Regions from separate parts of the Mus musculus genome. Here regions 1 and 2 are each linked to region 3. Evidence: chromatin contacts called from public Micro-C and promoter capture Hi-C data. All regions are on one chromosome and are shown on one strand. Each heading gives the region's core, a stretch centred on a gene start, on an enhancer-like site or on the middle of the called end of the contact. The rest is flanking DNA. Distances are from core to core; before and after follow the strand shown.

Region 1 (4,136 bases), core at 663-3,162, 210 kb before region 3:
AGCTGGTTTTGGTCAGAGAGCTATAGAAATGGTGTTCGGTGACAAGGGTGTGATATACTCACGTGGCACTTGCAGGTAAACCTCTTTCCGACTACTGTGTGCGCCCAATGAGAACTGGCAGAGCAGGGTCCGACCGTGGTCCTGCCAGGATAGGGCCATATGTAGGGTCGTCTGGTGATAGACGCCAGTGGGCTCGAGGCTCTGGAAGCTGGAGGTGACAGAGTGGGTGGGGTCCTGGCCTCGCCACTGCAGGCTGACTTGCTTCTCCTGCAGGCACAGGTAGGGTGTGGAACAGTTGAAGTTCCTCTCCATGCCTTCACGCAGCTCCTCAGGAATGGTAATAGTGGGGGGGCTGGGATCCGCTGAAAACAAAGGCAGTAATTCTCAGGGCTCCCCTCACCTCACTGTACCTCACACTGTCCCCACAACCCCAACCAAAGGACAAGACTTGGGGGGAGGGGGACTCAAGAAAAGGAGAATGTCACAGAGTGAAAAATAATAGGCAAAGGTCAGAGCTGAAGGCCTAGGCAAGGTTCAGGTCAAAGGACAGGGCTGGAGCAGCAGCCTAGGAGTCCCTGACCGCGACCAGTCCCCAGGCTCCTCACTTGTCACAGTGACCGTGGTGCCTTTGACATCTAACCAGCGGTTGCTATCACTGATCTCAAAGCGGAAGTTGTAGGTGCCAGAGTCTTCAGGCTTCAAGTCTTTGAGCAACAGGTTGCACACCTTGTGGTCCATGTTCCCCATCAGTTCAGCTCGACCCCTGAAACGCTTGTCCACCAGCTTGGGGTCCCCTGAGTGGATTACCACCTGCCGCTTGCCCGAGTAGTCATAGTACCAGATGGCTGTGATGCCATTGGACACTGGGACATCGGCAGGGTAGCTGAAGATGCAGGGAATGAGCAGGCAGGATCCCGACAAGCCCTGCACATTCTTGGGACTGGAGACACCCCATGTGGTCTGGCCTAGAGGAGGGTAGGAAGAGCAACAGAGAAAAGGGTGATGCAAGCCTGGGAACAGAGCCCTGTCACCTGCCCCAAAAGAGGGTGCTCCAAACAGGCTCCAAATCTAATCTAATTTCCCTCTTAGTGCCCCAAGGATGGGGTGTGCTCAGTCACATCTGATCATAGTCTAGGCTTCTGTGCTGAGTCCACAGAGGCCAGACCCTATGAGAGGCACTAGCCTCGTGCAGCTTACCTAGTGAGAAGACAGAGGCCAGCAGGAGCAGGGAGAACAGGACACACATCCCAGTGCCCAGGTGCATTCAGGTGCCTAGGGAAGCCGGGTGGGTAGGCACACAGAGACTGCCTGGAGCACTCCAGGGCCCAAGTCTATAGGGTTTATCTCACCTGCTGTGTTGGTCAACCCAACAGGAAGGACTGCTGTGGCAGCCACCAGCAGGGAACCAGAAGCCCCTGTTCCTGGCTCAGGGAGTGATTGGAAATGCTCTCACTTGGTGGCATGTCCCAGAGAGTCTTCTGTGCCCCTTGGCTCCACCCCTTAAGGACACAGCCTCAAGGCAGATCAGCAGTGCATGTCTCTCTTCACTTCTCCCCTGCCGCCTCCTATTACTCAAACCAACAGAACCTGGAGTCCAGTGAGACCCTGTCACTTACTCCAGGGCATCCAGCAAGCACCGTAAGCACCGGAAATTGGTCTCCTGCCTCTCCAGCTACAAGTCGGACTGAGCACACGCTGAGGCTGCCTGGCTTGTTTGTAGACAAAGTTCTCAACTTGGCAGCTCAGGGTGGTCTCAAGTTCACAGAATCCTCCTTCAACTTCCTTTAAAGAGTCCTTCCTCTCTCAAAAAACTCCTCATTGCCCCCTGAGATTTTGAAAGACCTCATTTCTTAACCCCTATGCTGTCCCCTTTCTCTGTGTTTCATAGACTTACTCTAGGCCTAATCTTGTCTGCTCCCTGGCTCCCTCACTGCCCAGTTCCACCCCCACCATAAATGATCTTTGCTCACAGAAATCTTACTCAACCTTCAGGATGCTGCATAAATCTGTAACTTCCCCTCTGGGCTGAGTCCTTGTGGCCACAGCAGAGAAAGCTTTATGTTTTCCCTCTTCTTGGCAGCCATGGGCATCCACCCATTTCTGAAGACCTAGGCCTGGGAATTTGTGGTCCACAGCAGTGCAGAGCCCCAGACCTACAGGGATCTCAGTGATTATGACAAGGGTGTGTGGTCCAGAGTCAGGCTAGAGAGGTGTCAAGGAAACTTTCCTGGGTCAGGTCGCCATACACTCACACCCACAAACATGCTTATTGTATACCATGCACAAGGAGCAAGCCCTGTGCCAAAGGGTGCCACAGCAGGAAGGAACACCACAGGCGGCAGACACAGCAGTCCAAGAAACACCTAGAAAACAACCCAGATGTCAGTCTCCATGGCTTTGGACCACGCAGTGCTTTCCTGACTTAGAAGCGAAGCTCAGTGGTAATGCTTCGTGATTCTAGCGTTCGGGAAGCTGTAGTGGGAGGATCCTGTGTTTAAGGCTCGCTCGTCAGGGCAAGCTACGAAGACCGTGCCTCAAAAAAGAAAAGGGGGAAGTAGGTAAGAGGGACTTGATTTTTGTGTGAGCCAAAAAAAAAAAAAAAAAACCAAGCAAACAAACAAAAACAAACAAACAAACAAAAACTGTGCAGAGAAATGAAAAAGACAGCCAAAGAATGAGAGAAAATATTTGAGAATCATTTATTGAAGACTAGTATCCAGAACATGTCAAGAATTCTGACAGTACCATAGCCTCCTCTGAAATAAAACAACCCATCTAGGAAAATGGGCAAAGGACTTGAATAGACACTTCTCATTGAAGAAATGCAAGGCAACAAACCAATGAAAAGACGCGTGAGGAAAACATAAGTCGGAACCAGAGTGAGGGCTGGGGGGCAGTTCAGGGGGTAAGAACACGGTACCGTACCGGGTGTGAGCATTTGTACAACTACCGAAGCTCCTGAATGCAGGCCCAGCACTGGTTGGAGCAGAGAGAGACAGAAGAATTCCTGGGGTTAGCTGGCTAGCCAGCTCAGCTGTAAGAGATCCTGTCTCAGGGGGAGTTAAGTGGCAAAGGATAGAAGACACACACATCAGCAAACATGGGAACAACCAACCACTATGATGGCTACTAATGAAAAAAAAAAAAAAACAAGAATAAAAACTGTTGGTGAGGATGCACAGAAATAGGAGCCCTGCACATCGTTAGTGGGAATGTGGAATGGTGCAGTGTGGGAGACTGAGGATTCCTCAAGAAGTCGGTGTAGAACTAGGAAATGGGACAGGATGAGAACCTATAGGGACAGAAGCTGAGCTCCAAGCAGACACCGCTAAACCACGTTCACAGCAGCATCCTTCACACCTGTCATAGGATAGAAAGATCCCTGTGTCTATCAACAGAGAGATGGATAGAGAGATGTGCCTATGTATATAGTGGATTAATCAGAACAGATGCAGCTCTGACACGTCCTCTATAACATAGTAAGCAAATACTACATTGCTCAAGTTAATGAACCATCTAGAAACAGAAAATGGATGAAGTTACTGGGGACTGGGAGAGGAGAGAATATGGAGTTACTATCTGATGGGTACAGAGACTACGTTGTGGATGGTGAGAACGGACTGGAAATGGATAGTGGTGGCAGCTATGTAACAATGTAAATATATGCCTAAAGATAGGACAGGAAACTCCATCTGATGTATATTTTATCATAGACACAATGTTGCAACTGTGCAATCCTCCCAGCTTCCTGCCGACTCAGCAGAGACAAGCAGTCCTGGGGAGACTGGAAGTGGGGACAGGAAACTGATGACATCCCCCAGGCCACAGCCCATCCAGCACATGGCTTCACTGACTACCTGGAGAGGGTGGAGAGGGAGTCCAGGCCTGGCCAAGGATCTGAGGTGCTCCCAAGGTGCCCAGGCAGCGTTTAGCCCCGTGAAGAAGGCAGAAGAGATGCCTTTGCAGGGATGGTGGCAAAGAGCCCAAGTAGAACATGGAAAACCCAGCCCCCCAGGGGCTCCAGGCTTCCAGTACCTGCTGTGTCTGAATAACATACCTGGCTTCTCAAGACTGGCCCAGGCTGGCCGCTCTCTTTAAGAAAGGGCAGTCTGTTGAATACATTTAGTGTCAGAGTA
Region 2 (4,195 bases), core at 1,245-3,744, 210 kb after region 3:
TAACTGTCAATTTGATGTCTGGTCTCTGGTGCCACGGGTCATCACTATCCAGTGTTTCCTGGGTTCATTGCTGTTTTGTGGTGACTGGGGGCCTGGGTGGATGGAGAAAGGACCTACCCAGAATAGCAAGGCTTGTTGGATACTAGCTCTTTCTGGAGGAACGGGGAGGTGAAGACTCTGTCCTTCCCACCACATTGCCACCTCACTGATACTCAGAAAGCCAGCCGAAAGGCAAGGAGAGAGGAGAAAGACGGAAGGGGGCAGAAGTGCCAGGTGAGAGCCAGGGACAGAGCCCAGTGCTGTGTGTACAAGTGTTCTGGGCTGCTGTGAACATTCTGGAGCCTGTGCAAGTAACTCTGGTATGTGTGAATATCCTGATGGCTGTGTAAGCAGCCTGGGGTTGGCACAGAGGGCAGCTATGCAGGGTTGAGCAAGGCATTAGGGTAAGTCTCCTGACTTTGGCCTGTTTGGTCATCTCTTCTCAGGTCACCTCTTGTCCATACTTTAGACCTTGGGTGAGGAACAGGCAAAGCCTAAGAGGTTTGGGGGTAGAATTGATGGATCCCACCTCTTACCTGTTAGTGGGCCCTAAAACACACGCTCCCTCCCTGGCTCTCATATCTCGCTGCCCCTTCCCATCTCCCTTTCTGCATTTAGAGGATGTTTCTTCTTGATCTTCTTGATCTTTAAGGAATGGGGGCAGCTTGCAGTGATTCCCTTGGGTCAGGTGAGCTGACCCCCAGCCCCCATCTCTCCTCACAGGCTCCTAGAAGGTGAGCACGGACGGCATGCAAAGTTGTGAATCCAGTGGCGACAGTGCGGATGACCCTCTCAGTCGTGGCCTACGGAGAAGGGGACAGCCTCGTGTGGTGGTGATCGGTGCTGGCTTGGCTGGCCTGGCTGCAGCTAGAGCCCTTCTGGAGCAGGGCTTCACGGATGTCACTGTGCTTGAGGCTTCCAGCCACATTGGGGGCCGTGTGCAGAGTGTGAGGCTTGGTAAGCATCACTCGGGCCCAGCTACCTCTCTAGGCCACCTTTTGTTCCTCTGGTCCTGCCTCAAGTCTTACTAATGTAACCTTTCCTTGGGATAAGTGTTTGCTCATGCACTTGCGTGGGTGTTTTCCAGAAGCTTCCGTAGGCCCTTGCACTGACATCCCACTTTGGAGAATGCTGTCTTGGTGTTAGAGTTGGGGCTGACAATGTTTGTTGGGAGGGCATACTGTCTAAGAACTGTGGGTCCTCATTTTAAAGTCACAAGAAGGAGGGGGCATTGTATAAGTTCTGATTAGTCATTAGTTTTTAGTATGAGTTAGGTTATCATAACTGAGGACAGACAACAGGAACTAGGGTTATTAGAGTGGAAGGGGGATTTTAGGCTTCCCTGTGGGTGATGTGTGTCTTAGGGTTGTCTGTAAAGATCGGTCCTTGTTGCAGCCAAAGAAGAGACTTGCCCCTGGGATGGGAAGATGTTGCTAGGGTTCTAGAGCGTAGAGATATTTCCTGAAATGGAGCTGGAGATGAGGGTTCTGACAGCCACCGTGTGTGTAGGGTGTTCTGGCCAGCAGTGGGTTGAGTGGGTTGGGAGTATGAAGACGACCCAGTGAGAAAACATGCAGTGACCTGGTGTATGTGAGAGATTTGACCCTCTGTGTGTATATGTACGTGTGTATGTGTGCTATGTGTGAGTGAGTATGTGTATGTGTGTATGTGAGAATGTGTATGTCTGTGAGTGTATGTGTTATGAGTGTGCATTATGTGAGTGTGTGCTGTGTGAGTATGTGCTGCATGAGTATGTGTGAGTGTGTGCATCTGTGTGCATCTGTGTCTATGTGAGTGCGTGTGTATCTCTGTATGTGTATGTATGTGCTATGTGTGTGTATGTGTGTATGTGAGTGTGTGTATGTCTGTGAGTGTGTAAGAGGGTGTATGAGTGTGTGTGTGCTATGTGTGAATGTGTGTCTGTGTGAGTGCATGAATATGTCTGTGAGTGTGTGAGAGTGTGTATGAGTGTATGTGTGCTATGTGTGAATGTGTGTCTGTATGTATGTGTGTGTCTATGTGTGAGTGTGTGTGAGAGTGTGTATGAGTGTGTGTGTGTGCTATGTGTGTGTTTGTGTGTATATGAATTTGTGTGTGTGTGTGTGTCTGTGTGTTTAGAGGCTAGAGGCCCACATTGATTATCTCCCACAATTGCTTTCTAACATTTCTTTTTTGAGACAGGGTCTCTGTTTCTCTTTTTCAGGCACAAACTTGGGTGACTCTTGGCAGTAAGAATGAAAGTGCTGTCCAAAGTTCTCACAAGGCTGGGGCAGCCAAGGAGCCCCAGGGCTCTTTGCTCATTGTTGATTGGCTGGCTGGCAGCCTCCGGGAAGAGCAGTCCCATTTATGATTCTTTGGGCTTGATGAGCTATTTAGAGTTTGATGTAGAAACAGAAGATGGGGAGATAGGTGGCCCAGTCCCTGAGGCAGCTGACAACTGAGACCATGCAGGGAAGGCACAGGGTGTCAGACGACCAGATGGGAAGCTTGCCAGGCAGAGAAGAGGGAGTGACTAGGCTGTGTGGAATAATGAATGTGAAGAGAGAGGGGAGAACATGCTGGTCAGGGTACCTGTGTTGTGTGCAGACAGGCAGGCCTCAGAACCCAGTGTGTCAATGGACATGCTGCAGCATGGCATGATGGCCATGTCCCTGTCAGAAGTGAGAGCAGGGGTCCAGAGCCAGCTCTGAGGATACCACTTGCTAGGAGGTGAGTAGGCATGAGGTGGTGCCTGGAGCCCTTGGGAATACAGGTGTGGCCGAGACGGCCATGAGCGAGAGAAGTACCCTTGGTGGTGGCATGTGAGGGAGGGCTTCTGGGGAGGAGAGAGTGGCTGGTACTGTACTATATACATGTGCAGCATTGGGTAAAAACAAATTGATAATAATAGCAATAACAACAATAATAATATTACTGTTCTCCCTCTGCTCCTAATGGGAGCTCAATGTAGAACAGATGCCTGAGGCTCTAGCGGTACCCTCACCGGCCAGCAGGCGGTCCTGTGGGCAGGGTCCTGGGCTTTCTGTTTTTGGTCCTTCAGTCTGCTTACTTTTCCTACACATGGGGGTCTGCGCATGCCTGCCTCTTTCAGAGACACCAGGCAGTTGTTCTCTTCTAGCTGCAGCATGAGGCTGTGTTTTGTTGTAGGCACATTCATCTCACAGGGCTATTTTTAGTAACTAGTGGTTTAATTAGAAACAACCCAAGAAAGGGAAGGCATGCAGATAAGGAGGACATGCCTACTTCTTGGGCTGAGGGACAATGCTACTGTCTTTAGACTGTGTCAGACAGCTCCTGCTACAGAGCAAGCCACCCCAGATATAAGAGCTTATAAGGTCTGTGGGAAGGAAGTGTGGACAGGACTCAGGTAGGGGTAAGTGAGTCTCTTGCTGGCTTTGCCTTGATTCTTGCATTTCAGGGTCACATGGAAATGTCACTCAAGTTGGTTAGGATCTCTAAATGGCCTTACCCTCTTGTCTGGTAGGAAGTGTAGGGTTTGGTCTGAGCTCATGTTGCTAGCAAGGTGAATCTCTGTTTCTTTACATAGTTGTTACTTTGAGAGTGCTGGCTAGTTGTTTTTTTTTTTTTTTTTTTTTTTTTTGTCAGCTTGACACAAGCTTGAGTCATTTTGGAAGAGGGAATTCAATTTTGAAACTACCCCCACTGAAATGGCCCGTGGTGCATCTTGACTGATGATTGACGTGGAAGGGCTCAGCTCACTGTGGGTGACATCACCTTGTGCAGGTGATCCTGGGCATAGGCCTAGCAAGCATGGGGAGCAAGCCCGTAAGCAGCACCCCTCCATGGCTTCTGCATCAGCTTCTCTCTCCAGGCTTATGCCATGTTTGGGTTCATTCCCTGGCTTCCCTCAGTGATGGACTATGAGGTGGACGTGAAAGCTGAAACAGACCCTTTCCTTCCCAAGTTGTTTATGGTCATGGTGCTTTATATCAACAATAGGAAGGCTAATAGGCCCCTCGAGCCCTAGGCTCTGAAGCTGCAAATATAACTTTTACTACATTCTGCTAGTCAGAGCAAGTCACAAGTTTAACCCAAATTCAGGGGGCAGACCCTGCCTCTCAGTGGGAGGCATGACACAGTTATTTTTGTCAAGGGGCGTGTACATAAGGTATGAGAGATTATTGTGAATTTAACA
Region 3 (3,737 bases), core at 644-3,143:
GGCAACAGAAGGCTCTTGTTGGTTTGGACTATGGGAACTAGGATTGGATTTGGCTGGCTAGCCTGCTTGATGGTTCTCAGTTCCCACAGGGATATAGTTGGCTTTTATTACATACTTTGGCCCATTAGGACTAAGGGTTCCATTGTGCTGGCAGCACAGTACACGGGGTGTTGCAGGGATGGTAGTTTTCCCTCCTGCTAATCCCTGCTTTGCTTCTGAGAGATCCTCAAAACTGCACTTTTATTAGAAAGTTTCTCCATCTGGGGCAGGGCTGTGTTCTTCCCTGCCATCCCTCAGGTGACTCCTATTTGACAGTTGTGACCAGTGCTTTGTATTCATGGTTCTGTCTTCCTACATTGAAGCTCCTCCCACAGTGTTAGACGAACAAGCCTCAGGATCACAGAGCCCAACAGGATGTGTGGTGCTGTTGTGACCCACACCATCACTGTCTATTTCTTTCCTCAGTTGTGCTCAGCCCAGGGTCATTCTGGGGATGGGTTCTATTTCCTTTAAATAGTGTCTCGGGTGGTGAGGGCTAACCTCAAACTCGACATTAATACTGTATAGCTGAGGCTGGCCTTTGAACTGCAGATCTAGTTGCCTTCACCTCCGAAGTGCTGGATTATAGGTGTGCGCCACTAGTAAACTCCATAAATACAAAGGGTTTGTTTCAGAGCCTCATCTTTTCCAGTTCTCACCTGCTTCCCTGGCTGCTGTCTACACTCTGACAGTTCCACTTTCAAGCTCAACTGAGTCTCGCCAAGCTGTCTTCCTGTTGATTCCAGCACTATTTGCAGAAATACACACATTCCACCTCACAACCACTTCTGAACTGGGAGCCACTTGCAGTGTCTGTTAGAACCATCTTGTCTTTTCTTAGCTGTCCAATCCAGGTCATTGTTTTGATAGCCTAAAGCTCCACTTCACTTCTCCCACTCAGAAAGGAAGGTTTGTGGCCCTGGAGCACAAAGTAGCTTGAACTAAGATGGGAGGAGGCTGGCCTACGCAAAGAGGTAATGTCTTGTGGGCATCAGTGGCTGGGTCTAGGGGGTGCTTGAAGATACCTAGTTTGGTTTTAGAACGCCTGGTTTTGAGAACCCCTAAAGCACGGGTCATTTGGGTCAGAGACAACGCAGAGGATGTATTTATTTGTGGGAGGAGTTAGTGAACCCCAGAGCACAAGAAAATAATAATAATCGGCAGTGAAGGAGCAGGTTACAGGGAAAACAACCTGGGGTACAGGGATCCGGGAGTCCAAGAGCAAACGGTTATAGAGATGGGTTACAAGGTTGCTTGGAGGTAGCTCCAGGGTTACGTGTGCCTTGGTGAAGCCATGGGCTAAAGCTGAGTTCAGAGCCGCTCACCACCTGGCATTAGGGTTAGGGCAAGTTCTGGGAATGTGGCAGACTGTCAAAGGACAAAGCTATATACATCAAGCCACCACAAATGCAATGCATGGTGTGGTGTGGCCTGATGCCTTTCCCCCATCAGTGTGCCACACCTTACCTCGCCCTAGTGCAAAAGTTGACAGGTCCAAATACAAAGTATTTCAAAATTTGCTCTTTATTTACACGTTTGGGTCGATTACATGCATGTTTTATTTTTAAACAAGTGATTAGCAAAAAATGCATTAAAGTTTTAAAATAGCAATTAAATATACAAAAATATAGCTTACAAAAACCAATGTTTAAAAATATTCTGCTGCAGAATTCTTAGTGTACAAACACGTCTATGAAACCTGAGGCTCAGCATTTCATAAACCTTTTTTGAGGGAGTTATATCTAGTAAATAAGCCCCATAGGGCTAAACGACAAGACTAAAGTGCCATTCCTCCACCTTCCTGGACATGTCCTCAGACAGAGGCAATGGCCCCAAGCCGTCACATTCTCCACCACAGCCTGGAAGGAGAGGCATGGACGGCGCTGAGGGTTCAACCACATGAGTCCCTTAACACTGGTGAGGTCATGATCTGAGCTACAGCGTGTCTTTGAAACAGCAGGGGTAGCTTTTCCTGATCCTGTGAACAAAGGAACGAAGAATTTGGATACGTGCTGAGCTAACTGGAATAAAAGCATCTTGAAATAATTTGGGTTCTAAAGCTGAACTTGAAAACTGATAGGTCCTGTTAATCTTATTTAAAAAACCTTTACCTGGCATTTTAGGTCCCTACCTCTAAGATTAAGTTAAATACTTTGATGGTCCCATTTAAGCAATTTTTTAAAAATAAAAATTTATTTTTATGTGTATGAGTGTTTGCTTGCATGTACATGTTTGCACCTGGTACACTCAGATGCCAGATCTGTAACTGAAGTTACAGATTGAAGCTGAGGGTCACAAGGTGGGTTCTATGAGCTGAACCTGGGTCATCGGAAGAGCGGCCAGTGCTCTGAGCCACTGAACAATCTCACCAGCTCCTCAGGAGGTTCTTATCAGGGAAGATTAACCAGGCTAGAGTCGATGAAGTGCCAAAGGGGCGAGTCTCCTCCTTACCCACTGGCTGCAGCTTAGGCTGCAGGGAAGCAGGTGAGTAGGGGAGACCTTGGGTGGTGGATGCTGGAGAGCAAGGTACAGGTATGCTTTCTCCCTCACTGGCTGCCTGAAGGAGAACTTTTACCTTAGAAGGGGAGAGGGCAAAAAAGAGTTGGGTGTGGGAAAATTCTATACAAAGTATTTGCTTCTATGTCTCATTTGCAGAATGACTGTTAGCCCTGGGGACTTAAGAGATCTCTTACTACATGCTTTCCTGCTTCAAAAGCACAGGCACCAACTAAGGAGAGGGAGGAAGATGGCAGCTGGTCCAGGCACCTGGAGAGACTGATTAGGACTGGGGGGCAAGCTTTTGTCATCCTGGAGAAGGTAGGGGAAGCAGCTGTGCTGTTTTATTAGGGATACTGAGGGATGGATCTGTGAAGGAAGCCATATAAAAAGGAATGTAAATGCAAAAACCTCTACTTCAGGCTTACCTTTCACACACAATACACTCAATACACTTCTGGGTAAGCTCTCTGTATAGCCTCTGCCCCCACCCCCACCCCACATTCCCATAAAAGGAGACTAAAGAAACAAAAATGAATCCAGTGCTCATGGGATAGTTTTTCAAGGAAGGCAACTATTGTGATGTGTGAATTTTATAAGGATTACCTATTCAAAGACTCAAGGAAGACTGAGCAAGTCAAGATTCAATGTGGAGGCTCGGCATGGTGCTCTGCCTTTAATTGTAGCAGAGGCAGAAGGCCCTGGATTTCTGATTTTGAGGCCAGCCTGGTCTATACAGTTTCAGAATAACTGGGAGTACACAGAACCTGTCTCAAAGAGAGACTGTGGTGGAGCCAGGAGTTAGTCCCATAGTTCAGAAGTTCCTGAGTTTGTGACCAGGAAGGTATGTGCTATCAGCAGCTCCTGCTCCCCTGTGCCTGTGCCTACCAGACTGGACTGGCAGATCATCTAGAAACCTTGCTAGTTCCTAGGTGGTGGCTAAAGAAAGGAGGGTCTGAGAGATTGACCTACAGAAAAGCACAAGTAACCAATTCAAACTAGTCCAAGCATTTCTGTATAGAGCTCTCAGGAACGTCTCTATATAGTCTCAAATTCTCAGAAAGTAGGTGTTGTAGGTATTTAGCACAGCTTAGAGTGGCTATTCCAAGTTAGAGATAGCATGCTGTGGAACAGAGCCATGGGAAAGATCTTTTTGTCAAGTCTTGTCAAGAACAGTGTTTGGCAATGGTGGGAGGCCCCTT

What was found. Promoter capture Hi-C pulls out the DNA fragments that hold promoters and counts their contacts. Hi-C and Micro-C count contacts between places; a contact is called where the count stands out from the background.
Region 1: a contact with region 3 is called in a promoter capture Hi-C map of trophoblast stem cells, with 4 times the contacts expected there. The contact joins the promoter of Siglec1 here to the enhancer-like site in region 3. A contact is called at or near these places in 12 of 39 promoter capture datasets (the C10 cell line, cranial neural crest, embryonic stem cells and 8 more), 2 of 15 datasets of contacts at CTCF or cohesin (embryonic stem cells and large pre-B cells), 1 of 484 Hi-C or Micro-C datasets (embryonic stem cells), 5 of 115 datasets of contacts at active chromatin or transcription factors (acute myeloid leukemia, embryonic stem cells and fetal liver) and 4 of 9 other capture datasets (adipose tissue, embryonic stem cells, liver and 1 more).
Region 2: a contact with region 3 is called in a Micro-C map of trophoblast stem cells, with 5 times the contacts expected there. The contact joins two enhancer-like sites. A contact is called at or near these places in 60 of 484 Hi-C or Micro-C datasets (the AML12 cell line, B cells, the Ba/F3 cell line and 40 more), 7 of 115 datasets of contacts at active chromatin or transcription factors (bone marrow-derived dendritic cells, bone marrow-derived macrophages, craniofacial prominence and 1 more) and 3 of 9 other capture datasets (adipose tissue, embryonic stem cells and liver).

The regions. Positions count from the first base shown.
Region 1 is chr2:131,084,853-131,088,988 of GRCm38.p6, forward strand. Siglec1 (sialic acid binding Ig-like lectin 1, sialoadhesin) reads right to left here and starts at 1,913. Exons shown (of 21, transcript NM_011426.3): 1 at 1,198-1,913; 2 at 606-965; 3 at 63-362. The coding sequence starts at 1,264.
Region 2 is chr2:131,511,222-131,515,416 of GRCm38.p6, forward strand. Smox (spermine oxidase) reads left to right here. Exons shown (of 7, transcript NM_145533.2): 2 at 763-996. The coding sequence starts at 789. Among named protein-coding and RNA genes, the nearest start is that of Gm30732, 13 kb to the right of the region's middle. Within about 2 kb of position 2,495, at least 37 of the 459 cell types and tissues checked have an H3K27ac peak or open chromatin away from gene starts, as enhancers often do. A contact at or near this core is called in trophoblast stem cells, where this site is marked.
Region 3 is chr2:131,296,943-131,300,679 of GRCm38.p6, forward strand. It overlaps Pank2 (pantothenate kinase 2), which reads left to right. Exons shown (of 7, transcript NM_153501.2): 7 at 1-2,246. Rnf24 (ring finger protein 24) reads right to left here. Exons shown (of 6, transcript NM_178607.4): 6 at 1,546-3,737. Among named protein-coding and RNA genes, the nearest start is that of Mir103-2, 11 kb to the left of the region's middle. Within about 2 kb of position 1,894, at least 9 of the 459 cell types and tissues checked have an H3K27ac peak or open chromatin away from gene starts, as enhancers often do. A contact at or near this core is called in trophoblast stem cells, where this site is marked.